7 separate regions of the Mus musculus genome follow, and all the other regions are linked to region 1. A link is a contact called in public HiCAR-type, HiChIP or PLAC-seq and promoter capture Hi-C data. All regions are on one chromosome and are shown on one strand. The core of a region is the stretch at or near the end of the contact, and the rest is flanking DNA. Distances in the headings are between cores, read along the strand shown. Region 1 holds the start of Dnajc13 (DnaJ heat shock protein family (Hsp40) member C13). Region 2 holds the start of Dcaf1 (DDB1 and CUL4 associated factor 1). Region 3 holds the start of Rad54l2 (RAD54 like 2 (S. cerevisiae)). Region 4 holds the start of Tex264 (testis expressed gene 264). Region 5 holds the start of Rrp9 (RRP9, small subunit (SSU) processome component, homolog (yeast)). Region 6 holds the start of Rpl29 (ribosomal protein L29). Region 7 holds the start of Dusp7 (dual specificity phosphatase 7).

Region 1 (3,589 bases), core at 579-3,078:
AAAGGGTGGGATACGATGATATGGGCAGGTGGACTGGCAGATAATGAAAGGCTGGGACACAGAGGAGGAGGAGGAGGAGGAGGAGGAGGAGGAGGAGGAGGAGGAGGAGGAGGAGGAGGAGGAGAGAAGAGCAAAACCAACCATTCAAACCTGGAAATGATTTCTGCAAGAGAAGGCTTATGGGAAGAATACAGTTTCTCCACTTCAGGATGCGTTCAGAGGCAGGGAATTTTCCACTACAGGGGACGGAGGCAGTTCATGTTACCTAAGCTCCTTTCACCTCTGAGAATCCATTTATTTGGTTCCAAATATTAAATAGAGAGGCAGTGTCAAGGGTTTAGTAGTTTGATGACCTGGGTGTTACAGTCTGGGGCCAAATCTCGGCTCAACCTTTTGGATGAACCTCACCTTGATTTAGTCACTTAGGAACTCTGGGTCAGCCTTTTTTACCAAATAGAAATAGGACCGCCCACACCTAGTTCTGGCAATACTCTAAGGGTCTGTAACATATACAAAGCCACGTAAGCACATGCTTTTATTACCCTGGGATAGGCCAAGGGCATCTTGTTTTGTTTTTCATTGTTGTTTTTTCCCCTTTCCACTCTACTTCAGGTCTCATCTTTCCAAGCAAGCCATTTCTGGCTGCTCACAGGCACTTTTATTTCACTGGGACAGTGTGGGAAAGCCTTCCTAAGGAAAAATCTAGTCGTCTCCAGTAACACAAATGGGTCAGTCGGCCAAAAAGTCAAGTCTGTAGAAACCATTTTACATGTTTTTCATCCCAAAACCTCCATCTATGAAACGATTCAACCACAGACGGGGTCCCTGAGAAATTCCAGTTCCAGGGTTGCTACACAATAATAATATTAGGCTCACCAGAGCATTTAAACCTAGAACTGTGTGTCCATACAAGTTTTTTTCCCCCCACAGAATCACGTTTTAGAGGGTAGTCTGCCCCTCTCACATCTTAGATGAGACACCGTCTGTTGCTCAGAGCTCTGACACAATTGTCATCTGTAACTTTGTTTCATTCTGATACTGTCACTCTCCTGAGTTCCCCTCTTCATATAGTTTCAGTGAGTTCCTATCCAGAGAGCAGTTCTTGAGTCAACTTACTTGAGCTCAAATACTAAGTCTACTACTGTGGAACTACACATCAATTTATTATCTGAAAATAGAGGATAATCCCTATCTCAGACGGCTGCAAGTTAATTGACCTTAAGTAGTTGGCCAATTAAATCCTGGCTCTGGGATCAGAGGTCCAGGAAGGCAGCAGTGTTAACTGTCCCAACACTTCACCCGCAAAGGCCTTTGACCTCTGAGGCTTCGGTCTCCATTATCTCCCTGAACACTCAAAACTTAAATCCGCGTTCAGGGTGTGTCAGTAGCGAGTAAAAGTTATGCCCACGATGCAGCTAAACCAGAGATGCGCACTGAGGCTTTCGACGGCTTCGTGGATGCGCCAGGACACTGAAGACTAGGGCTAGGTAACAGAGCTGCTCCTTTGCAGAGTTACAGTAGCCAATGCCAGCGTCTGGCTGAGAGGCGTGTCTCCAGGGATTCAGGGGGCGTGGCCTCTCGGACCGCTCCAGGGGGCGTGGCGCCTCGCCTTCTGCTTGGGCCAAGGCTCTCTTTCGCTAAGCGCACGCGTACTTCCCGAGAGGCGGAACGGCGGGCGGCGCGCACGCGGCGCTTCCCGGAAGACGGCGAATGGGCCACCGAGGGAGGGAGCACAGTGCTCCCGAGGGCGGGGCGCGAGGCGGAAGCGCCGAGGTCAGCTGACAGGGTCTCGTGACGGCCGGGGCGGCGGCCACGCACGCGCGTTAGGGTTCAGCGCTCGCAAGCCTGGTGGAAGATGGCGGCGTCCAGGGCGAGCCTCTGAGAGGCAGAGGGAGGAGCGGAGGGGTGGGGGCCGCGGCGCAGGAACCCGCGGCGACAGGCCCCGGCGGGGAAAAGGAAAGCGAGAGGGGACGGGGCCGGCGGCGCCTCCATCCTACTCAAGACGTGGAGCCGGCGGCGGGCGGAGCTCGGGCTGGAGCGCCTCCAGCCTCCTGCGAAGGTAAAGCCGCCTCCGGCTCTGGGTTTCTGCGATGCCGCTTCCCACCTTCGGGGACCCGGGGGCTCCGGGCAGGGACCCCAGAGCGGGCGGCGTTAAGCTGCTGTGTGTGGCTCGAACCTGCTGAAGCCGCGATCCTCCGTCCAGGGATCCCTGCGCTCGGACCCTCCCCTCCCCCGGCTCTGAGTGACATTTGCCCGGGGCACTGCCCGGCAGCCCCACCCCTCTCTCTGCCTGGCCGTCTTTTCTCCCATCACTATCCCTGTCCCCCACTTCTCTCGGCAACTCTCCCCGACTCAACTCCACACCTCCTTCCCCTGTGGGCTCCGCCCTCGGGATTCCCTCCTGGATGCCGGCGCCTCCGGTTTTCTTAGGTTAGCGGTCCTGCTTCCTTCCTCTGGGGTCCCGCGTAGACTCGATTTTTTTTTTTTTTTCTTTCTTTTTTCCTCGTCTCAGTTTTGTTTCGATTTGATGGGAAAGGAGGGGCAGCTGCTGTTCTCTTCCTCAAGTCCTTTATCAAACACCAAGTTTTCCCCCCAAGGCTTTTCCTTCTTGTAAAGTAGCCTGGCCTGTTCACTGTTGCCCGTGCTGGGCTGTGATTTCACCTCTGAACGCGGCTTTTGGTGTAGGTGAAGCAGCACTTTGGACGCCCAATGAAGTGGGTGTTGAGAGTACACCTGCGTGCCCCCGCCCCCCAAAAAACCCCTATTGTAAGATGCTAAATTAGCCACTCTTACCTTGAAACCGTTTCCCTAATCACTTGGTGGAAGGATGATGTAAATAAAAATCGCCCCCTAACACAGAGATGAACTCCCAAAGTAGTGATTTTTTACTTCCACGATCTGCTTTTCCCGTTTATTCTATAGTTTAGTTTTTTTTTTTGTTGTTGTTGTTTCTAGTGCCTCATTGTTTAACTTAATTTAGCTTACAGCATAAAAGCCCCTTTAATTTTCATATATAGTATAAACCAATGTTTAAGTTGCAATATCGCAAATGGTGGCTCTGGCTGTTAATACCACATTACGTTCAGGGACGGGACCGCCAGTCCTAGTTGAGAAAACACTGAGTTCACATTTGTTTGGAAACAGGAAGTACAAACAAATTAAAGGAGAAAAAGAGGAGCCAGAGTTAAGAAACAGGGATGTAAAGACCTTAAAGCTAGCTTGAGTCCTGGGCCAATACCAGCATTCGTATTCCCCCGAGAAACTATGGATATTCTTTTCTAATGCAGTAGTAGTAGTGTAAATCATACTAGCAAGCGTGACTGCAAACAAACCAAGTTCTAAAACGTGAATGTGCACAGTAATAAAGTTGCACACTGGTGGAGAGCATGAATTATTTGGTTACCCAGGCAGATGGTAATAACCTGTTTTTCTTAAACTTAGAAGAAAGGTTAATAGTGGAACCTAGTTCCCAATAGATACTAAGGTAGAGTTGAAATCAAAAGATCATGTTATACCTTTGTTGGCCCCATTCCTCCAGCACTTGTAATTACACGGGTGAGTTTGCAATGTCCCTTTCAGACTTCTCTCC
Region 2 (3,589 bases), core at 359-2,858, 2.6 Mb before region 1:
TTACACTTTTTTTTTTTTTGGTTTTTCAAGACAAGGTTTCTCTGTGTAGCCCTGGCTGTCCTGGAACTCACTCTGTAGACCAGGCTGGCTTTGAACTCAGAAATCCGCCTGCCTCTGCCTCCCAAGTGCTGGGATTAAAGGCATGCACCACCACCATCCGGCTGGTTTACACTTTTAATCCCAGTGCTCGGGGAAGCAGAAGCAGGCAGATCTGAGTTCGAGGCCAGGCTAGTCTAAACTGAGTTTCAAGGCAACCAAGGCTACACAGAGAAACCCTGTCTCAAAAAACAAAAACACAAATCTTGAGATCAGACTGAAATGTACATATGCTTATAAAAGCCTTGAAGGTAAATGCCAGTAAATCCAAGGAGAAAAAAAGCCTTCAAAAGCTTGCAATAGGAAGATAGTGCTACAATAAGTTAAAACGTGCATGCTACTTAAAAGTCTTTGCCTGAAAGTTAAAAAAAAAAAAAAAAAAAAAACAGCAAACCCGGCAGTGGTAACAGACGCCTTTAATTACAATACTAGAGGCAGAGATAAAAGGATATCTTAGTTCGAAGCCAGCCTAGACTACAATGAGCTCCGGGAAAAAAAAAAAAAAAAGAGCAACGTAAGATAAACAAAAAACGAGTCATTTGTTCCTCAAAAACTACTACTAGACACACCGCAAGAGTATTTCCTCATCAAATGTTAAAACCACAGCAGTAAGAGGAAACGGACCGACACTTTCTAGGAACAGAAGACAAAGTATGGCAAATGCCCTTGAAAGCCCAACAAACAACTAAAAGCCCTCGGAATAAGCGCTGGGGAAACCTGGCAGGCAACCTTAGGTCAGACTCTGGGCGTCTGGACACCCACATACCTCTCTCCCCGTCCCCTCGCTACTGCATTGTACAAGTGGGAGGGGTTCCCGCCGAGCTCCGCCCCCTCCCCGGTCGGAGAGCCGGGAGGGTGCAAGTGGGAGGTGGCACGGAGCCGACCGAGGGAAAAGCCCGCCCAGGTGACTGAGGCTGGAGGCGGGGACACCGTTCCTGAAGGGGTCCGCCGGGCGGCATGGGAAAGAAGATGCCCCTCGTCCCGTGAGGGACAGAGACTTGGAGTGGAAGAGAGAGATTCAAAGAGCACCTCCTTTAGGTAGAGGCGAGCATCCCCTGCCCTCCACACCCCGGCGGAAGAGTTACTCTAAAGAGGCTTCTTTACAGGACGGGAGGAAGGAGCCGGAGGCCCCGCCCCCGGGCCCGGGCCCGGGCTCGGAAGGAGAGCCTCGTCAGGCCCCGGGCCCAGCCGCCTCGGTGGGCTCGCCCAGCCCCTCGCCGCCCGCAGCCGAAGCAGGTGCCGCCCCTCCCCCCAGCGCGGCGCCCACTCTCCCGCCCAGCGGGCCGCGCGCTCGCTCTCCTCGTGCCCCTGCCAGAGAGCCGGCCCCTTCCTAACCCCGCTCACCTTCGCGAGCGGCTCCGCCGCTTCTCCCCCCGACCCCTCCAGCGGCCACGGTTCTCACACACTGCCTCTGGTCCCGCACTCACTCTCCCTCACTCACTCACACACACACATATACACACACACAGCGCGACCACGGCTCCTGAGCGGCCCACATATTATGCGTCACTCGCAGGCTACGTACTGGTCGCGCGCGCACTCAGCGCGCGCGGGTGTGTAACGTTGGCGCGAGGCTCCGGAGCGGGGAAGGGGGAGGAGCCGAGGGACATCAAAGCGCTCCTGGGAAATGAAGTTTCCGCGTTTAAGGGCGGGGGAGGGATGATGGCGCTAGACCTACCATTAAGCACCACCTCAGCGCATTGACTTCTGGGATTCGTAGTTTTCTTTAAGGCGGAAGTGAAAAGTAAAGGAAGGAATAGATCTTTCTAAAAGCCCGGGCTGCCCGAATTTACTTAATTCTACCCTGTGTCATCTAAGGGCTCAGTAGGACACTGCCACATCAGGCTCGGAAGGATGCCAGGGTCAAAGAATGCATTTCACACAAATGTATTCAGAAACAACTGTACTCGTTAGAAATTCGTCGGTTTTCCTTTGTCTTTCTGTTAAAAACATATTCGACAGGAATCAAAAAACATCAGTTACCATGTATTATATGTGAGGCAGAAAAATGAAAGCCCTTTGGTGAAAACAACTAATCACGGAGGCCATCTAATTCAATTTATCAATTTTAGAGTTAAGGAAAATGAAACCCACAGTAAATGACTTGCCTAACTTCACAAACCAAAGGGAAGCTGCATCGGAAGGATCTGGTTTTGACCCAGCGATTCTGTGTGATAACATGGAAGATTACGATAACTCCACAATTGAGCAGAATCTTGACAAAACCTACCCAGACGTCAGGATTCATGCAACTCACTATTGTTCTTGGCATTCTGAGCGAGTTCTGTGCGTTTCCATAGAGCGATTACAGCCAATACGTTCTTGTGGAAATTATAAGACACTGTGGACCTCTTGTCATGATCAGATTCTACGGCTGTTACTAAGCCTGTATCAGAAGAGTGGTAGTGGCAGTGGCGCATGCCTTTAATCCCAGCACTTGGGAAACAGAGGCAGGCGGATCTCTGAGTTCAAGACCAGCCTGGTCTACAGAGTGAGTTCCAGGACAGCCAGGGCTACAGAGATTTCCCTCTGGAAAAAAAAAAAAAAAAAGCAGGAAGAGGAAGGGGAAGAAGAAGAGACAAAGAAAGAAAAGAAAGAAAAGCAAGCAAGCAAGCAAGCAAGCAAGCAAGCAAGCAAGCAAGCAAGCAAGCAAGCAAGCAAGAAAGAAAGAAAGAAAGAAAGAAAGAAAGAAAGAAAGAAAGAAAGAAAGAAAGAGAAAAGCAGCAGCCAGTATCTTAGGGCTTAAATCCACTACCACCCTACCCCCACCCACCTGAGCACTTCGTTCCTTCCTCACTCAATTATGTGCTTGGAGTAACAGCTGCTTGAAATACAAATTCTAGAGGGTGAATAGCAGTGCTACAGGCATATAACTTGTAATCACGCTCTTGCTACAACACAGCTTTCTCCTGTGCATCTGAAATCTTGTCTCTTGAGCTATAATGACCATTATTTATTTAGACTCTATAGCAGACTTGAATCAAATGGTTTTTTTTTTAAGATTTATTTATTTTATGTGAGTAGCCTGTCACTCTCTTCAGACACACCAGGAGAGAGCATCAGATCCCATTACAGATGGTTGTGAGCCACTATGTGGTTGCTGGGAATTGAACTCAGGACCTCTGGAAGAGCAGTCAGTGCTCTTACCTGCTCAGCCACCTCTCCATCCCTAAATCAAATGTTTTAATTACACTCATTATTCTCAACACCAGGGCAGATAAGGCTAGCCAACTTTATGGAGGAGAAATCAAAAGTAGTAATGTTGAATGAAGAGTTTCGCTGGGCATGGTGTCACATGCCTTTAATCCCAGCACATGTGAGGCAGAGGCAGGTGGATCTCTGAGTTAGAGGCCAGCCTGGTGTACACATTGAGTTCCAGGATAGCCAGAGCTACATTTAGATAGATAATGCCTCAAAACAGACAGACAGACAAAAAAAGATACAGATTTGGGGGCTGGAGAGAGCCTAACATGAAAGAGCATTGGCTGCTCTT
Region 3 (3,589 bases), core at 325-2,824, 2.5 Mb before region 1:
CTCTCTCTCTCTCTCTCAATGGCTAGCCTTAAATTAGGGCTTCTCCTACTGTTGCCTTCTAGGTTCAATTTGAATTTCCAAAAAGCCTAATCCGTTTTTAATTTCACGAGGAAAACAAAGAAAACTTTCAAAAATAGATCCACTTGACTATTAGCAAGGAAGACCAGCTCTTTTGGGGGGGGGGAGTTGGTTTTTTGAGACAGGGTTTCTCTATGTAGCCCTGGCTGTCCTGGAACTCACTCTGTAGACCAGGCTGGCCTCAAACTCAGAAATCCACCTGCCTCTGCCTCCCAAGTGCTGGGATTAAAGGCGTGCGCCACCACTGCCCAGCTCTTTTAAGTTTATTTGAATGAAGAGCCATCAATAGCCATCTATATGTTTCAGAACAGTGGCTTCCTGAGAGGAAAGAATAGAAGAAACTTCTATCACGGGGAGGGAGGGGGGAACGGGACGGCGGTGGGGGAGGGCGGGGAGCCATTGTTGGCTCCTGTTACTCCAAGCTCAGTTATGAAAGAGAAATAAGTTCTTCATATAAGCTCACTTATGTGAAGAGAGATAATAAGTAAGGCTCCTTTAGAGTCTCTGGTCTCATTTTTGTCCCTCTGGTCATTTATAGGGCTATTATCTGTACATATTTAAACTTTTGTAATTTGAGAGATGGTTCTAATAACTGGACTGGTGCCACATGCCTTTAATTCAAGAACTTGAGAGGTAGAGGCAGGTGGATTTCTGAGAAACCCTGTCTCGAAAAACCAAAACAACAACAACAAAAACCAATAATGAACCTAACAAACAAAAAAAACTTAAAAAAAAAAAAAACCAGACCCACATACCCAATATTTTCATCTTTCGCTCATATTCACTTTGGCGGTGGTGGGGGTTGCGGGTGGAGAGCCAAGGTAATGTAGTGGAAAGAGACAACAATACAGCTCATAAGAAAGTGGAGCATAACAATCTCCAACTTCAGGGAGAAACCTACGTTTGAGTGCGATCCCCCCTCCGCAGTACTCCCCCCTCCCAACTCGGCCGTCGCCTCTGCTAGTTTTCTGGAGACAGCTGCAGTCAACAGGAACCACGGACAGGTAGGGAGGAAGGGAGGAAGACCGAGAATTACAATGGCATGCATCAATTCAAGGAAGAACAACTTTTGTTGGAAGCTACAGCTGTAGTAGCATTGACTTTTGACAGCACCCTCAACGAATTTACACCTCATATCCGCACTATCTCGTTCCCGGTATGTTTTGACGTAATACCAAATTGAGAAGTGTAGGAGCTCAGGCTCATTTGTACTGATAAGTGTGTGTTTTTGGTAGTTAGTAAAATCCATTCAGTTGGCTCTACCAGTTCCAGGCAGGTTCTAGCATGGGATTGTTTTTGTTTTCGATTTTGTTTTATTTCTTATTTTATTTTTTTAGTCTCACTTATTCATGAAAAGGTCCTCTGTAGTAAATACACCTTACTCACCCAAGAATCGCCGTTTAGTGTCTTTCCCTGGGAAAGAACAACAGGACTCACAGCGGAACTTTGCTGCGGGTGGCTTGTGTTCCCGCCCGGGTGGCCGGGTGAGAGGGCCGGGAGGGGGAAGCTTTCTGGCGCGGACCGCGAGCGGAGGCTGAGAGCGCCGCCGCCGGAGAAGACCGACCCTCGGCCAGAGCCAGCCTGCGGCGCCCGGGCCTGGCTGGCTGCTTCCCGCCTCAGCCGCTTCTCCGGCTCCCGCCGCCGCAGACACTGTCCAAGAGGGTGCGGCAGAACGCGAGGTCCTACGGCCCAGCCCGGTCCGGTGCGGCCCGGATCCGTGGCACGGGAGGTGAGAGCCCCTGCGGTCCCCTTACTCCCTGCCGGGGCCGCTGGGACCCGCAACAATGGGGACGCGGCCAGAGTCCCCGGCGTGCAGCAGCCTGGGGTAGCAAGCTACTCCTGGCGGCTTGGGCCTTGGGGGGAGCTGCGTCCGACCTGGGAAACTCCAGTGACTGTAGGCTTGGAGGGGGTCTTGGCATCCACCCGGGACTTCAGTGGCTTGATATTTTGGGATTTCGTTGTCAAGGAAGGCAGTCGTAATTACCGAGACTGAACTACAGTGGCTATGCGCTCCTGATGTTATATTATAACACCGGCAAACCGTGCCGTGGTTTGAGGGAGAGGGATTGTGGTTCGAATTTTAGGGACCCCTGTGGCTTGGTCCCTAGTGGACATAGGTGTGGGTCTCTGAACTCCCTCGGGCCGTCTGAGAATTTGTTAGGCTGAGTCGGGTTTGGGGAGAAGAGGCATGGAGAGTTTAGCTTCTCTGAGGTAATTGGTGAGTAGTTCCTGGAAAGGCACGAGCTTAGTTGGGCACAAAAGAGTTGAGCTAGGAGCTAGATGGATCCTTCACGGCTAAGATGTATCCGAGTTAAGAGTGGTTCTCAGGTAGGAAACTTGTCACAGGAGTAGTGTTAGCTGCATTGGGTTAGGAAAAGGCCGATGCGAGCTGGGGAGGGAGGGAGAAGATGGCCGGCAGCTTCTGGGGTCGAAGAATTGGCTTTATGTGGGTCATGGTGGCTGTCTGGGAGTAGAACAAGAGCACTTTGCAGAGTGGGCTTCCTGCTAGAGAATGACCTCTTACTGCGGGGGAGTGTGTGACTCAGATCTGTTAGATTACTGCTCTTGCTGGCGGATGTGGCTGACTGTTGATGCCTGGACTTTGAAGCTGGAATGGGTATTTGGGGGGGCTTAATGAATTTGTTCTAGAGGAGAGGACAGTGTGGACCTTTCCTTCTTACTCCAAAGTCAGTGTGGTGGCTGTCGCCGGCAGTCATTTAAGTAACAAATTTCTTAATGGTATTTGACTTTAAAGCTTTTCTCTGTTCATTTTTTCCCCCTTTGCCCTCTTTTTTGAATTGTGACTCATATTTTGTTTTTAGCACTGTGGCTATTGTTTGTAATGATCCACAAACCTAGACCCCATAGTATGTTGTAATTCTTGGAGCTTTCAGTACAATTCTTCTAAGCCCAAACTAATGTAAAAGGCTTCACTAACTTTTTTTTTTTTGGTATATTTTAATATATGTAACTATAGAGGAGGATGTGAAAAAAAATCTTTATAATTTCTGCTGCTCAAAGCTCTTTAGACCCCTAAATTCATGAAGTTTCATTATCTCTTACTGCCATGAAGTGATTACATTGAATCTGCTAAATCTTTGTCGTTATCATCTCAGCATCCTTGCTCTCACAGGATTTTATCTTCACTACAAATATTAATTGTGTTGAGTGATTCTGTTCTAGAGGCAGTGTGTAAACTCCAGCTCTGATTCTTATAGCCACACACCAGAGCTCTGCATGCACTTTGCAGGCAGAAGTTGGTTCTTTATATATATTAAAGGGAAAGCTATATGAACAAAGCCATATCAGGATCAGTGCACCATCTGAATTTATCTTGAGTGTATAGGATGTATTTATTACCTAGTTGCAAGCTAGTATTGTCAAGTGAGAAGTGAAATAAGTAGTTCTTTGTGTGCCTGTACTGATAGTTGTTGTTGTTGTTGTTGTTCTCCTCCTCCTCCTCCTCCTTCTTCTTTTTAAAGATTTATTTAATTTATTTATATGAGTACAC
Region 4 (3,589 bases), core at 547-3,046, 2.4 Mb before region 1:
TTACACCGAGTGGATATTCTCGGGCAGAGTTGGGGGTGGGGCTCTAACAGGGTTTGGAATGGGAGGAGGGGAGGAAATGGACAGTTCCCTCTAACCCCGCAAGTTTAAGAGGAGCCGCCCCGGGGACATACCCTCTGGCAGTCTACACAGAACTAAAGCACCTCAGTTGGTGATTACTGGGAAAGAGGAAGGTTAAGTCTGGGCTTACACTAAGTGGGGTCTGTGCTATTGAGAGAGGTCTGGGAATGTAAGGTGAGCCGGTCTCAGACCTGGTAGGAGTGTACAAAGGGCCTTGCCAAGGAGTCTGTTGCCCCCTGGTGGTCACTTGATAGCCGGCATTGTTGGAAGCACTGGGAGATGAAGTCTGGTGGGCTGATTCCCAGTTGCAGGCTCTCCTACAATAGAGTGCTGACATTCCTCAGGCATACCTGCAACTCTGATACTGAGTTCTAGAGTTCCCACCCAGGCTAAGGGAAGTGAGCCAAGACAGCAGGATGAAGAAAGAGTGTCTCCTGACAGTCATTTCCTGACACAGGCTAATGAGTTTCAGAGAGACAGAATTAACATGTGCTCTGAACCTGGGCCATGTGCCCTTCGTGTCTCAAGAACCCTATCTAGTGTACAGCCCACCTGCCCGAAGCAGCCAATCATTACCATGTTTGATGTTCACGGTAAAATAGCTATAATGACTTTCCTGCCCTCTCTACTTTGAAGACTTTTGAGTAGCTAGCTGCTTTTTCTTACCAGCCTGTCTACAGCATTGGGACATTTGTCTTGTGGATGACATTCAAGATCACATGTTACCCCATGGCTGCTGGCTTTTTCCAAAGTCATCTTATATGCTCTTTGGGTGATCAACTTTCCATAAAGCAATCTTGTCAGAAGTACTAATATAGTCCTTGGCCCAGCCTGTCTGGCATCAAGATTTATAAACAGCCAAGTTTACAAGCATAGTGGCCTTCCTCACTTCCAGCATAGATCTGGGCGTCTCAGGAGGTGCCCTCAGTACAGTGCTTTGAGATTCATAGGTCATCAGATCCTAGCTCAAGATTGAACCTGTATTGAAGGAGCTTACCCTTGACTTGGGAGTTACCTAAGTTATATTAACTTAGTAGAAACTCCCAGCAACCACAGCCAGGGCTGTGAAGTAGAAGCTTTGAAAAGAGGTGTTCCCTGGAGTGAACTTCCGGAGGCCAAGGCTTTCATTTGGTTCACTCAGTGTTTCCATAATAAAGGTTGGATGGAGGGATGGTCGTCCCTATGCTCAGAGAATCCCTGATGGGTGGCTGAGTGAAGACACTTAAATTTGCATTCTCCAGAGATTGTTCAGAGCATCTTTTGTTTATCCATAGCTTCCTCAGCTGTTAAGACCTGAGCAAGCGGCCAGACTTGAGAAGGTTCTGAGGGAAGGTGGCGAGAGTAAGACTGGTTCAGTTAGTAAGAGGCCGACATTGCTGTGCGGATCCTCTCTAAAATGCACAAACACTATTCAGTCCCGCTTTGGCTTCCTGGGCTTCTGGAGCAGGCAAACAGGCTGACTTTCCCGGTGCTTGGAGCCCGCCTTCACCCCTGCGCCTTCCCTTCCCTCCCTGTCGGCCAGGATACCTTGGGGTATTGGTTGGTTGTTGCTTGATCACCTTCAGGAGTTCCCCTTCATTGGAAGCAGGAATGTGTGTTGTGGGCCCAACCCAGCTGGGGGGGGGGGAGGCGGCGGGGGAGGCGTGCATGTTACCAAGGAGACGGGGCGGGGCAGGCCTCCGCCCTCCAAATCTGGAGCGCACGCGCCCACAGCCACGGTCACGTCCCGCCGCGAAAGGGGCGGAGCGAGCGCGAGGGGCAAGCGCACACAGGCTCCACGACTGAGCCCCTATCTTCCTCCGGCGCCCGTCCGCGTCCGTGGGGCCGCCGCTGAGGTGAGGGCGGGGCCAGAGGCGAGGCGTTCCCGACGGGGTGTCTGCCGGGGCTCCCCCTCATCCCCTCCCGCCTGCTCCCCGCGGCCTGAGCCGCCCTCTGCCCCGCGTCTGACTCACTGCTGGCCCAGCCTGCTTCCCGGGCCTGAAAGCGACGGGGAGGCGGTCCTGACCTCTCGGCGCGGATCCTGCCTCGGTGCTGGGTGCGGGAACGTCCGGGGTCCGTGGGACTAGAGGGGAACGGGCGGGGCCCTCACCTTTCAGCAGCGCTGCCTGTGGCCGCGCGTCGCGTCGCCGCTCCAAACTTTAGCGTGTCTGAAGTTGCAGAGGTGCAGGAGGCCGTGAAGCGAGCCGGGGCGGCAGGAAGCCGACAGCACGAAGCGGCGACCCCAAGGCCCCCCGGCTGCTAGCACCCAAGTTCGCCGGCGCAGGTCCCTTTAAGGGCCCGGCCCTCCGCAGAGCGCACGTGAGCGGCCTCCGGAAGCCTGCGCCTAGTCCCTACTCCGACGCTTGCGGGCCAAGGAAGTCATCTCTACCCTGCACCTCTGACATTAGTGGAAACTGAGGCCCAAGAGAGGGCACACGCTGCCCAAGGTCAGCAGCAGGGGTTGCGTTGGCGCCAAGTGTGGTAGTCGGGCCCAGTGAAGATCATAGGCATGACGTTGTGAAGCTGGACTTGGCCTGACTCCCCCCCCCCCCCCGCGCGATCTGAGGGTGGGGTTGGCGCGTTTGTAGACGGGTCCCCGTTCTGTGGGCTTTCCCTGGAACAGGGTTACTCAGGGCCTGCTTTGCTCACTGCCTGTGTCTAGGGCTGGGATGACTGTTCCTTTCTGCCCCCCTAGCGCCGGAGTACTGGAGCCCTGCTGGACTGGATGCTATGAGTTGCTAAAAGTGAGCCTGACTTTTTCGGTGAGCCTTCCCATCCCCTGTCCTCGCCTTTCTCTATTGGGTGTGGGGAAATTTGCCTTACTTCTTCCTTGGCTGACCAAAGCTCTGGGGATGGGCAGAAACATAGCCCCCTTTTTCTGAACAGTTTGCGAAGTGGAAGGAAGAGACAGGTTGGGAGCTAAGTTCCCTTAAACAGAAGTGTGTGGCAGTGCTTGTCACTCCCAAGACAGGCTATGGCCTAGATATTGAGAGCTTCTAGCCTTGAGATAAGCGAGGGCCAAAAGATGAAGTGCCTTTTTGGAAACCAGAGGAGGGAAAAACTGTCAGTGAACGGCGGTTAGACTGTTGGGTTCCCATGGCCTGTGTTTTGGTCCAGGTGGCTCAGTGTAATACCTATGTGACCTTGGGCAAGCATCTTGACCTCCAACCACTTATTTCCTGATGTGTACCTACCTTCTTAGATTCTCCTTGAGGATTAGTGAAATAGCTGAGTTTCAGGGTTCAGACAGTGCCTAGCCTATATCAAGAATGAGTGGAAGATTTGGTATGATCATTATCAGAGAAGAGAAGAATGAAACCAACCGGAGGTGGGATGAGTAGGGCAGAGAGAGCAAACAGAGAAGATAATGAAGCTTACAGGCAGACCTACAGGGTGCATGAGGAGACCGGTGGGAGTGTCCTGACACCAGAGTTGGCTTCTTTGTAAGGCCAGTTCTGTGTGCTCATTGACTCCAAAAACAGACTTTAGCATATCTTCCACTCAGAACCTTCATATATCAATAGAGCTAAGT
Region 5 (3,589 bases), core at 364-2,863, 2.2 Mb before region 1:
TAAGAGGTGGTAAAGAATGGGCTGGAAAAAAATGGCTCATCGGCTAAGAACTCCTGCTGTTCTTACAGCGACCCTGGGTTCAGTCCCAGCACCCCTCAGGTGGCTCGCTCGCAACCCCCTGATGTGACAGTTCCAGGGGCTCCAATGTCCTCGGTCTCCCATGGGCATCAGCATGTACACACACACACATAAATAAATAAATAAATAAATAAATAAATACCCAAAGTGTTTAGCACAGGTCCTGGAGGCAGAAGCAGGCAATGTCTTTGAGGTTAAGGCCAGCCTGATCTATACAGGTTGTTCCAGGACAGCCATGGCTACGTGGAAAAACCTTGCCAAAAAAAAAAAAAAAAAGCTGAGCAAATTAAGGCACCACATATTCACTTTTAGAAGCAGAACTGATAGCCAGGTCTGTAATCCTGGCACTCGGGAGGCAGAAGCAGGCAGATCTCTTAAGTTCACGGCTACCCTGGCCTGTACCTATCACCTGCCGGTTTATCCTTTCTTCCTTCCACCCTGGCACACTAATACCCCAGATTTGTCTCTGGTCCCTGAACCTCTTCCCTACCGCTCCAGGACACTCCTCGTCTCTCCAGGCTCAACTTTTTAAAAGGCTTCTTCTGTTCTCACAACACATGTCTCCAAGATACACACCTGCAGACACTGACACGGCCTCTCTCCACTTGCCTGCTCACCCGTGTTCGCAACAGTGAAACAAGACCCTAATGTTAGGAAGGCTACATATGTGACAGTACAAAGCTGAAGCCTAGGATCATTCGAACCCAGGAGATCAAGGCCACCTTGGGCAAAACAACAGAGACCTCATCTCAAAAAGGTGCCCAAGGACACCAGTCGTTGTGGTACTGTGTGAAGATGGAATTAAGAACAGGAGGATGTGTTCTGTACCGTTCTCTCCTTGCCTCTCAATCAATCCAGACCTGTGCCTGCCTCCATGTCATAAAGCGAAAAAAGGTCCCAAGCTCTCCCTCCCACAGGAGCCCAGCGTCTTCCCCATAGACACATCAGAGATAAACGACGATATCTCACTGCCGGAAACTGGAGGGTAGACCCAGGATCTCGAGCCAAACACCCAGCTCTGTTGCCAGTCGCACTGAGTCTTCTAGTCACCACGAGCCTCCGTTTATCCTTCCTCCCGGTAAAAACTCACCTCTCGCTCTCAGAATCGCTGGAAATCTCTTCATTCATTTTGCCGCCACCCTTGGACTTGCCCCTGTCCGCAGCAGAGTCTACCTGGAAATCAAACGATCCTCTCTTGGTCACGAGGCCCAGGACTGAGAGAGGCAAGTAGCACCTGGCCCTGGCCAAGTAGAAGGTTTCCCAGGATTTGGTGGATAGAAGAAAAGAGATGTAGGCTTCCTTCTGACGGAGCCCTTGGCAAAGATACTTGCCCCGATGGGGGCCCTGGGATGGAACGATGGCTCTCCCAGGAGCTAGATCGGTCGCGCCCAAGAGTACACCATGCTCACCTTTCGCCGCCGCTTGCCGGCCACCGGAGCCGCCCCGGGCCCGGGAGCTGGCTTTGCCCGCTTACGAGTTGCCACGGCGGTCGACATACTGTTCAAGGTGCCGCTACCCCGAAGAACTCACATGGCTGCTAAACCCCAGCCGCATGGCAAGACCCGGAGCCCTGATAGGTTCCCACGGCGCAGCGGGCCCCACCTTCCGCAGCTCCATTGGGCCCTTGAGAAGATCCTGCCACGCCCCCAAACGTCTATTGGACCGACGCAGCTGGACACGCCTTCAAGAGCTCCTATAGGCTCCGGCGCCAGCCTGGAGTAGGAAGCAAGTCTCTCTTGCGATTTCCGGCCTGGGCCTGTGGCGCTTGCGCTCTGCTAACGCCTGACTAGCAGGGAGGGGTGGGGCCAGGAGGGCATGCGGTGCTTGCGTCTTATGGCCACAAGGTGGAGCCAGAGGTGCGGGGTTCTGTGATTTTTCCGCTGGAACAGCGATTGAAGCTAATACAACCAGACTCTAAAACTTAAGGAATGGAATTCAGGCAGCTCTGGAGAGGAGACAGCATCCGAACCCAGAGCCAAAATCACCGGGCAAATAATGGATATATGCTGTATGTGCCTAGTCAAAGCTGCATGAGGGGCCAGTCAGTCCGAGCGGCTTTGGATACGTCTACATTACTGTCATTTCATCTCTGGGACTGGCCACCAACCTCAGCCTACCCAGCCTCTGACTCACCCCACTAGCGGCCAAAAGCTGGAATTCTACACCACCCCCAAGCTCTTTCCCCTCCTCACGTGATTGCTGGGAAATCCCTACCAAAAACTAGCTGAAGGCTCACGAAGGGTCGCTAGATGGGATCCCAGACTTGGAACTTGTTTCTTAGGAGGCACATTCAGCATTCCTGATACCGGGCTGGATAACAGCCACCTCTTCCAGGGTCCTGTTTCATTTGGGTGAGTGTCCTTTGGCCCTGCCCTAGAGTCCTCTGCAGGGCAGGGAAGGGTGAGGTTAAAGTGGCTCTTGCTCTCTCTGGCACTTGAAAGCCTGAAACTTTGGCTGGCACCCCAGAACTCAGGACTGTTAGCAAAAGGCTACACCACTTGGTCCTAAGCTCTAGAGAGGTAGATCCAGCTGCAGAAGGGCAACTTATAGGGTCCTTCCCCTGTAGCTCAGATGATTCAGCCCAGCAACCTAGCCAGATGACTGACAGGAGGAGGAAATGTTCTAGAAGGGGAAGGGCCCCAGCGTGGGTGGGGTGAGCCGGCTTTCACTTTTTCTGCTGCCTCGGGGAACACCTCGAGCCAACTGCTTCCTAACTCCAGGGTGGGCAGAACTGACGGGCTCTAAGCTTCTGCATCTCTGAGGTACAAAGTGCAGGTTTGGAGATGGGGATATGTAAACCAAGGAGTAGGAGGCCAGCCTCCTAAAGGGCAAATCTGAACGCTCCCTACCTCTTGCCCCAGGAGAACCATGGCTCCAAAACGAAAGGCCTCTGTGCAGACTGAGGGCTCCAAGAAGCGGCGACAAGGGACAGAGGAGGAGGACAGCTTCCGGTCCACTGCCGAGGCTCTCAGAGCAGCACCTGCTGATAATCGGGTCATCCGTGTGGACCCCTCATGTCCATTCAGCCGGAACCCCGGGATACAGGTGAGCTGAAGCCATGTTCAGACCGCAGCCTTTTTGTTTGTTTGTTTTTGTTTGCTTGTTTTGTTGTGTTGTTGTTTTTCAAGACAGGGTTTCTCTGTATGGCCCTGGCTGTCCTGGAACTCATTTTGTAGACCAGGCTGGCCTCTGGCCTCGAATTCAGAAATCCGCCTGTCTCTGTCTCCCAAGTGCTGGGATTAAAGGCGTGGGCCACCACCGCCTGGCAGACCACAGCCTTCTTTCTCCTCCTTGGGTTCTCTGTTCTAGCCAGGGATTGCGTACCTGTCTTCTGAAGACTGCCAAGGTGGGCTGTTATTCCATTGGGTCAAGGTGTACCATGTCTGACCATCAGACACTAGGGTGCATCACACTCAAGGAAGGGGCCTGACTCAATTTCCCCCGGGACCCTCTTCCGTGTTCCCTCAAACTGAGCCCTCAGGGCAGAGCCAGGTCTTTTTTCAGATTCCCC
Region 6 (3,589 bases), core at 536-3,035, 2.2 Mb before region 1:
TCACCAGGGCCTTGATGGCCTCTGCGCGCGCACTCACTGCCTTTGCATTGTTGGCCTGCATCTTCTTCAGGCCTTTCTTGTTGTGCTTCTTGGCAAAGCGCATGTTCCTCAGGAACTTGGGGTCAACCTGGGAACAGAAAAGGTGTATGAGGTAGCATATAACAGGCCCGGTTCACTTCCTTAAGTCCCTGGTCACAAATATGTTACTGTAAAAACAACAGTAAGTTAACCTTAACCACAAAAAGGTTGGAGGGTGTGGGTGTGAACTTCTGGAAACCTAGCTGTTTCCTGAGACTTGTCTAGGGGCACCCCCCCACCTCAGCTGAGTGTCAGATACCAAGCCTAGTCCATCAGATTCACATCAGAGAGCGTGGTTGCAGGCAGCAAACAGACCTAGTACAGCCTCAGTTATCCCCAGTCTATTATCTGGGTGCAATCAAATGTACAGAACTAGAGTTGCGTTTAGACGCAGACCATGAGGTACCCAATATACAGAACGACTCCCTCCCTCCCTCAAGGCTCCACGGAGCAAGAGAAGCAGTTCTGTTCTCAGGAGATTACACCAGGGGCTGGGAAGGTCAAGGAAGGCTTTTCTGTTGAGTCTGACATGGGAGACAAGGAGAAGCTAGGCAACACAATCCCTAGAGCTCAGAGTTCGAAGCCAGCCTGGTCTACATAGTGAGTTCTAGAACAACCAGGACTACACAGAGAAATCCTAGCTCGAAACACACACGCTGGTGGTGGAGGAGACATGACTTACAAGAGGCCCTACCCTGTAGACCTGGAGCCAAGGGATAGTTTATGACCCACTGTCATCACTCACCCCCTTAAGAGATTCGTATCTTTGCGACCGGGGTTTCTTGATGCCATTTCTGTGCCATTTGCGGGCTGTAGGGTAACAAATATTTACAGGTCAAAAAAAAATGAGGTATCTTCCAATAAGACCACCTAACATCATGGTTGGCAGTCTTTTGAGAATACACTAAGGATGGGTGGAAAGCACTATGGGCTTTTTAAGCGGATTCCTGGCTCCCAAATTTGTAATCTCCAAAGTAGCTAAACACACAATCATCTTCAAGGCTCACCTGAAGGGTGACCTGCCCTCCCTCCAGCTCTGATCTAGCAACCCTAACCCAATCCTCGCTGGGGTACAGTCGCCAGCCGGAGCCCAAGGAACTTACACTGGTTGTGTGTGGTGTGGTTCTTGGACTTGGCCATGTCTGCACCTGCAAGAAAGCCACGAGATCAGTTCTGGGCTTCCCCAGACCGGCACACCTCTGCCGCCCTGAGCTGGGGTAACATGAAGAAACCAGAGGCTGCAGCAGACGCTTCCGATTTACGACACCCGCCAGCCTGGCAACACTCACAAAACGCGACCCCACCTCTCAAACGCGAGCAAGGAGGTCGGTCCTGAGACTGAGCTTGCCGGCCCCGGGGCGGCTTTCCCCGCCATCCGTTCCTTGAGGACGACCGGGAACCACCCCCGCCCGGCAATCTCGATGCCCCATAGCCAAGCAGCTGCCCGCCCTGTCCTTCCTGCCACCCGTGTCGCCTGCCTCGCGACCCGCCGCCGCCCTGTAGTCACGGATGTCATCGGATGCCGTAAGGCCAACACTCACGGTAACCCGCGGCTCCCGCAGCGCCGGAGACCGGAAGAGAAAGAGAAAGGCCCGCAGTGCAGCACGGGAAATAGGGCCGACACCGCCGGAAAGTCCAACGGAAAAGCTTCCCTCACTGCTGGCGGAGAAAAAAGGTTCCAAGGCCGGAAAGAGTTGAAGCCTAGAAAGGGGAGGGGTTAGAGCCTGGCCACGCCCTCTTAGCGTCACAGATTTCTTTCTTTGCTTAACCCCTCCCCGCTATTTTTTGAGCGGGTCTTTCTTGCTGTGTAGCCTAGACTGGGTTATAACTGTTCATCCTCCAACAGCAGGCTTTTGCTACTGGGGTTAAGAGCGTGGTGTTAGCATGGACCACGACGGCGGCCAGCCCGTGTTTGCTTCCTTCTCTTCCTCCAGTGCCTACTTTGCTCTTGGGCTAGACTTCCAAAGACTCTGAAAGCCGAGGGGGCCTTTGAGGGATGAATGTTAATGGAGCGAAGAATCTGTGTTCTTAAACAGCTCACCGGGCTCCTGTGTGGAATGCACTGGAGAGGGCAGAGGAGAGGAGAAGAGCTATGAGACTCATGCAGACTGCCACACAAGGGCGCTGGCTGCCTGAAGACAGTGAAGAATGTACTAGGGAAAAGAATAGACTGGATTTAGGGTGCCGAAAATTAGAGAGAGAAAAGCGGCAACGATAGTCCAAGTCTACTCCAACAGCCTGGGCTGGTTCCCCAGAGTGGCAGTTTCGTGGTTTCTTTTTTTTTTTTTTTTTAAGATTTATTTATTTATTATATGTAAGTACAGTGTTGTTGTCTTCAGACACTCCAGAAGAGGGAGTCAGATCTCCTTACGGATGATTGTGAGCCATCATGTGGTTGCTAGGATTTGAACTCAGGACCTTCGGAAGAGCAGTTGGGTGCTCTTTTTTTTTTAAGATTTATTTATTTATTTATTTATTTATTTATTTATTTATTTATTTATTTGTTTATTATATGTAAGTACACTGTAGCTGTCTTCAGACACTCCAGAAGAGGGCGTCAGATCTTGTTACAGATGGTTGTGAGCCACCATGTGGTTGCTGGGATTTGAACTCTGGACCTTCGGAAGAGCAGTCGGGTGCTCTTACCTGCTGAGCCATCTCACCAGCCCCAGTTGGGTGCTCTTACCTGCTGAGCCATCTCACCAGCCCTCGTGGTTTCTTTTCACATATATTAGATGTGAGATGATGCTAGAGAGGTGAAAACAGGCCTGTAATCACAGCTACTGGCTGAAGAATTGTAAGTCTGAGATGCCTGAGTAATTCAGGTAGACCTTGTCTCCGAAAAGCTTTTTTTGTTGTTGTTTCAAGATAGGGTTTTTCTCTGTGTAGCCCTGATTGTCCTGGGACTCACTCTGTAGACCAGGCTGGCCGCAAACTCAGAAATCCCCCTGCCTCTGCCTCCCAAGTGCTGGGATTAAAGGCGTGTACCACCACTGCCCAGCTCCAAAAAACTTTTATAATGTCAGGATATCCCAGCACTCACGAGGCAGAGGCAGGCAAGCCTCTGTGATTTTAGTTTATGTAGTGAGTTCTAGGACAGCCAGGGTTATGTAGAAAGACCCTATCTCCAGAAAGGCATGGTAGCTCACACCACCCACTCAGTGTATAGGGCCTAAGTTTTATACAGAAGCAGGAGAATCAGGGACTCAAGATCATCTTAAGCTACAAAGCTAGGACTAGGCCAGGCAGGGTGACACCCTGTCTCTAACAGCAAAAACAGTGTGCTGGGCAGATAGTTCAGTGGGTAAGAATGATTGTAGCTCAAACATGAATTCAAACCCCGGATCCAATTGTGGAAGGACAGGATAGACTCCTGACAGTTGTCCTCTGCCTTAAACACCCATATACAGGCTCATAAAAATAGTGATTTTTAAGAATTTAAAAGCCGCTGGGCAGTGGTGGTACATGCCTTTAATCCCAGCACTTGGGAGGCAAAGGCAGGGGGATTTCT
Region 7 (3,589 bases), core at 566-3,065, 2.1 Mb before region 1:
TAGAGCACCTGAGGTCAAGTACCAGCTCCTTTCTCTTCCATACCTCCCACATACATCAACACACCTGAGTGCTTGCTCAGTAGTGGCCAATGGGCAAAGAAAGGCCAACAAACCCATCGCAGGCCAGCACCTGTAGGTCAGCAAACCCCTATTCCAAAGAGAGAGGAGCCAGAACACCTATGGGCCTGTCAGAGGCAGAGTCCAAGCAACCACACTTGGGGAGGGTGGTGTGAAGTCCCTTTCCCCAGCAAGAGGGGAACCGGGTACTAGCGATTCACCTTCCCTGGACAAGCACCCGACACACTGCATGTGACTCAAAGAGAGGGGCCACGGGGGCTAGACAAGGACAGGAGAGACAAGGAACACCATGAAGCTAGACATGGCCCTGCGGCACCCGAGGGTGCCGCAGGACTCCCCTCCCCTCCCAGCCTGTCTGCTGCCAGCAAGAGGCCATTTTGGAATGTTAATTGGAAACACCGGCTGCAGCCAATAGCTCCCCTCACCCCCTGGCCCGCAGGCAAGCTGCCTGTCTCCCCCTTCCATAAACTCAGGGGCAGCGAACTGAGGCCCATTCCCCATTCCCCAACACACACACACACTCACACCTGGGCCACTGCCCACACATCTGCAGAAGTGCCTCCAAGCCGTGATTCTGATTGATAGGGGCCATAGTGGGATCCCAGAGAAACCATCATAAACGGGCCCATGCACTGGAGGGTGGGTGATACTGAAAAAGGTACCTTCCCGATCCTATCTTCCTAATGACATAAATTCCTGTGGGCCCTGCTCTTTTCTGGGTTCCAGTACCGATCTCTCCCTTCCTCCGAGCTCAACTGGAGCCTGTGCGCTGTTGTCTACCCATCCACAGAGAAAAAAATTAAATAGGAAAGGGAAAGTTTGTTTCAGCCACTGAACGGTGCTGAGAAAGAGAACACAGATCGGGTTCCCTGTGCCTGGCTAAATCCACACCTTAGGGGATGGCTCCCAGAAGGGCGGATTCGGACCAGGGGCGACGTGGCGCCCGGCCTGGCCAAGCGAGTGGAAAGGAAACAGCCTGCAGCGAGGGCGCCAGGGAGCAGAGGCGCAGCCCCAATACCGCCTGGGGTCTAGGTTCTGTCCTCACCTTGGAGGTAGTAGGCCTGGCAGCCGTCGTCTCGCAGCTTCTGCAGGAGCAGGCCGAGAACGGAGGCGGGGGCGCCGGGCTCGGGCTGCCACTCCGCCGTGGCCTCGTCGTAGAGCAGCACGGTGGCCGCCTTGCAGCGCGTGGCGAAGCGCTCCTTGTCGGCATGGTTGGGAATGATGGAGCGGATGGGCAGGTTGCCTTTGCGCAGGCGGCGCAGCATGAGACCCGGGATGGCCAGGTTGATGGCCGTCTCAATGTGCGACGATTCGAAGAGCTCGTGCGGCCGGCAATCTAGCAGCAGCAGGGACGCGCCACCGCGCGCCTCCAGCTCCTCCTGCAGCCACTCGGCGCTCTTGCAGGGCATGGCCCCCGCTCCCGTCGTCGCTCCCGCTCCGATGCCTGCGCCGGACCCAGATCCCGCACCGGGCTCCGACCCCGCCCGAGTGCCCCCAGCCGCCGCCGCCGCCGCCGCCCCCGAAGTCGACATGTGCGCCCGCACTGGGGGCCCGCGGAGCTGGTTTTTCATGGGGATCCCGGGGCCGGGGCCGGGGCCGGGCAACCCAGCCCTGGGACGGCGCCCCGGCCGCGCTGGCCCCAGCCGCGTCTCCGGGCGCCCGCCTCCCGCCGAGCCGCGCGCCCGCCGCCCCGGCCTCCCAGCCTCCGGCCTCAGTCCCGCCCGGCCGGCCCTCCGCGCGTGCCGCGGCCTGACAGCCCCAATTAAACCGCGGCTCCGGCGGCCGCGCGCCCGGGCGTCCTCCGGGAGGCGGGGCCGTGAGGCCGGCGCCTGGGCTTAAAGGCACCGCGCCTCCGCAGCCCCTCCCCCGCAAGCGGCGCGGGAGCGCCCTCGGCCGGCTCCTACGGGCCCGCCTAGCCGGGACCTGGCTACCACCTGCCCAGGGGCGAGCCAAGGCGGCCTCGCAGATCTCTGGCTGAGCGCCTACATCTGTGCCTTGCAGAAAGGCTGCACTGGGACCCCACCTAACATTTACAGAAGCAGAATTTCTTCAGGATTGGGGGCAGGGGGCGGTCACCCAGAGCCAGTCTTCCCTCCTCTTGTCTGTTATCCTCATTCATTCTCTGATAGCGTTCATTCAACAAATGGAAACTGAATTCCTACTACGTGTCGTGCTCTGTGTTAGGCGGTCTTAGTTTCAGATGACCGCATCATCCCAACCCTTGATGGCCATAGGTTCCAGACCTGAGTTGGAGGGTCTGCTGAGGGAATAGGTGACTTGGGTTGGGGGGGGGGTGTTCAAGGACCGCTCTCGCAAATCGCAGGCAGAAGTGGAGGAATTCTGAAAGGACCAACCCTGGGTAAGGGAACGCGAGCTCTTTAAGAAAGCTTTTACAAGTGCGGTGGTGACTGGCCCGGAGTGAAGCGCCACGTGACTTTCCTATTGGGGCGGGTAGGAGGGAGGGAGCGCTCCATAATCAGCTTCCCTTCGCCTACCTCTCTCTCCAGGCACCAATCAAGTTTCGCGGTAGGCGGGCACGCGCTCGGCAGATAGTCAATCGCCGCCGAAAGAGGCTGCGGGGAAAGGAGGCGGGTCCCGCGGCGGGTCCACCCAGCTGGAAGTGGGCGGGGCCTCGTCCAGCGTGCTGTTCGGGCTCTCAGGCGGGTGGGGCTCAGGAGGTACGTGGCTCTGCAGGTAGGGCTCAAACAAAGCGGCAGGACCGACCGCAAGGTTTTGACCAGACCAAGGCGGTCTTTCCTTGGAGGGAGCTGTTCCTCCCAAGCCCCGAGTGCATTCTCTTAACAGGCTGGGGATCCCAACTTGAGGCTTAGTCCCTCACTCCGTCCCGGGCTAGTCATCTCTGAGCCAACTTGACCCTAACCCGGGATTGCGGTGTCAGGGGTGTCCGATCGGGCTACAGTTTCAATCTCCATCTCCCAATTAAATGTTCTCCCCCCTCCCTTTTTTTCTCAGCCGCAGGAGCCCTCTTCTACATTCGCTTAGAGAAAGGCCACAGTAGGGCAGCCAGGGAGGGTCTTGTCAGGAGGGGTTGTAGATATAAAGAGCTGACCCTTTTGTGAGTACTGTCCTGGACACAGCTGGTAGACAGCTTCCAGAGGCCAAGTGTTAAGTCCCAATCTGTCCTGCCAATTGGTGATGTGTGGTATATCCTGAGTACCAGTCTCCCTTCTTGGTTTCAGTTTTGCTAAGCGCTAAGCAGTGGTGACCGGGTTTCCTGTGTACTCTTGGCTGTCCTGGAATTCTCTCTGTAGCCTAGGCTGGCCTGGGTGCCTCTGCCTCCCAAGTGTTAGGATTAAAGGTGTGCACCATCACCTCTCGGCTTCTTTTAAATTTTTTAAAAAGATTGAAGTGTTTTCTCTATTTGAATGTCCATGGATCACAGAGGCCAGAAGAGACGGTAGGATCTCACAGAACTAGGATTACAGATGATTGTGAAGCGCTGTGTGGTGCTGCGAATCAAACCCAGAGAGAGACCTTTCTCTTTAGGAAA

Evidence for each region. Promoter capture Hi-C pulls out the DNA fragments that hold promoters and counts their contacts. HiCAR-type assays count read pairs that join an accessible place to other places. HiChIP or PLAC-seq counts read pairs in DNA pulled down with a chosen protein or histone mark.
Region 2: a contact with region 1 is called in an H3K4me3 HiChIP or PLAC-seq map of embryonic stem cells, with 5 read pairs. The contact joins the promoter of Dcaf1 here to the promoter of Dnajc13 in region 1. A contact is called at or near these places in 1 of 39 promoter capture datasets (liver) and 1 of 115 datasets of contacts at active chromatin or transcription factors (embryonic stem cells).
Region 3: a contact with region 1 is called in a promoter capture Hi-C map of hippocampal neurons, with 2.6 times the contacts expected there. The contact joins the promoter of Rad54l2 here to the promoter of Dnajc13 in region 1. A contact is called at or near these places in 1 of 39 promoter capture datasets (hippocampal neurons) and 1 of 115 datasets of contacts at active chromatin or transcription factors (stem cell-derived neural progenitor cells).
Region 4: a contact with region 1 is called in a promoter capture Hi-C map of liver, with 2.4 times the contacts expected there. The contact joins the promoter of Tex264 here to the promoter of Dnajc13 in region 1. A contact is called at or near these places in 4 of 39 promoter capture datasets (hippocampal neurons, liver and stem cell-derived epiblast-like cells).
Region 5: a HiCAR-type map of astrocytes shows a contact between it and region 1, with 6 times the contacts expected there. The contact joins the promoter of Rrp9 here to the promoter of Dnajc13 in region 1. A contact is called at or near these places in 2 of 115 datasets of contacts at active chromatin or transcription factors (astrocytes and embryonic stem cells) and 2 of 9 other capture datasets (adipose tissue and liver).
Region 6: a contact with region 1 is called in a promoter capture Hi-C map of cranial neural crest. The contact joins the promoter of Rpl29 here to the promoter of Dnajc13 in region 1. A contact is called at or near these places in 3 of 39 promoter capture datasets (cranial neural crest, hippocampal neurons and pre-B cells).
Region 7: a contact with region 1 is called in a HiCAR-type map of astrocytes, with 5 times the contacts expected there. The contact joins the promoter of Dusp7 here to the promoter of Dnajc13 in region 1. A contact is called at or near these places in 1 of 39 promoter capture datasets (pre-B cells) and 1 of 115 datasets of contacts at active chromatin or transcription factors (astrocytes).

The regions. Positions count from the first base shown.
Region 1 is chr9:104,261,169-104,264,757 of GRCm38.p6, reverse strand. It overlaps Dnajc13 (DnaJ heat shock protein family (Hsp40) member C13), which reads left to right and starts at 1,828. Exons shown (of 56, transcript NM_001163026.1): 1 at 1,828-2,059.
Region 2 is chr9:106,819,943-106,823,531 of GRCm38.p6, reverse strand. Dcaf1 (DDB1 and CUL4 associated factor 1) reads right to left here and starts at 1,608. Exons shown (of 24, transcript NM_001373930.1): 1 at 1,441-1,608.
Region 3 is chr9:106,787,198-106,790,786 of GRCm38.p6, reverse strand. Rad54l2 (RAD54 like 2 (S. cerevisiae)) reads left to right here and starts at 1,574. Exons shown (of 22, transcript NM_030730.2): 1 at 1,574-1,807.
Region 4 is chr9:106,684,159-106,687,747 of GRCm38.p6, reverse strand. It overlaps Tex264 (testis expressed gene 264), which reads left to right and starts at 1,796. Exons shown (of 6, transcript NM_001081654.2): 1 at 1,796-1,913; 2 at 2,753-2,819.
Region 5 is chr9:106,475,333-106,478,921 of GRCm38.p6, reverse strand. It overlaps Rrp9 (RRP9, small subunit (SSU) processome component, homolog (yeast)), which reads right to left and starts at 1,613. Exons shown (of 15, transcript NM_145620.4): 1 at 1,488-1,613; 2 at 1,169-1,251. The coding sequence starts at 1,574. It overlaps Parp3 (poly (ADP-ribose) polymerase family, member 3), which reads left to right and starts at 1,973. Exons shown (of 11, transcript NM_145619.3): 1 at 1,973-2,429; 2 at 2,940-3,123. The coding sequence starts at 2,947.
Region 6 is chr9:106,427,607-106,431,195 of GRCm38.p6, reverse strand. Rpl29 (ribosomal protein L29) reads right to left here and starts at 1,785. Exons shown (of 3, transcript NM_001324534.1): 1 at 1,182-1,785; 2 at 824-888; 3 at 1-127. The coding sequence starts at 1,218.
Region 7 is chr9:106,366,858-106,370,446 of GRCm38.p6, reverse strand. It overlaps Dusp7 (dual specificity phosphatase 7), which reads right to left and starts at 1,815. Exons shown (of 3, transcript NM_153459.4): 1 at 1,124-1,815. The coding sequence starts at 1,649.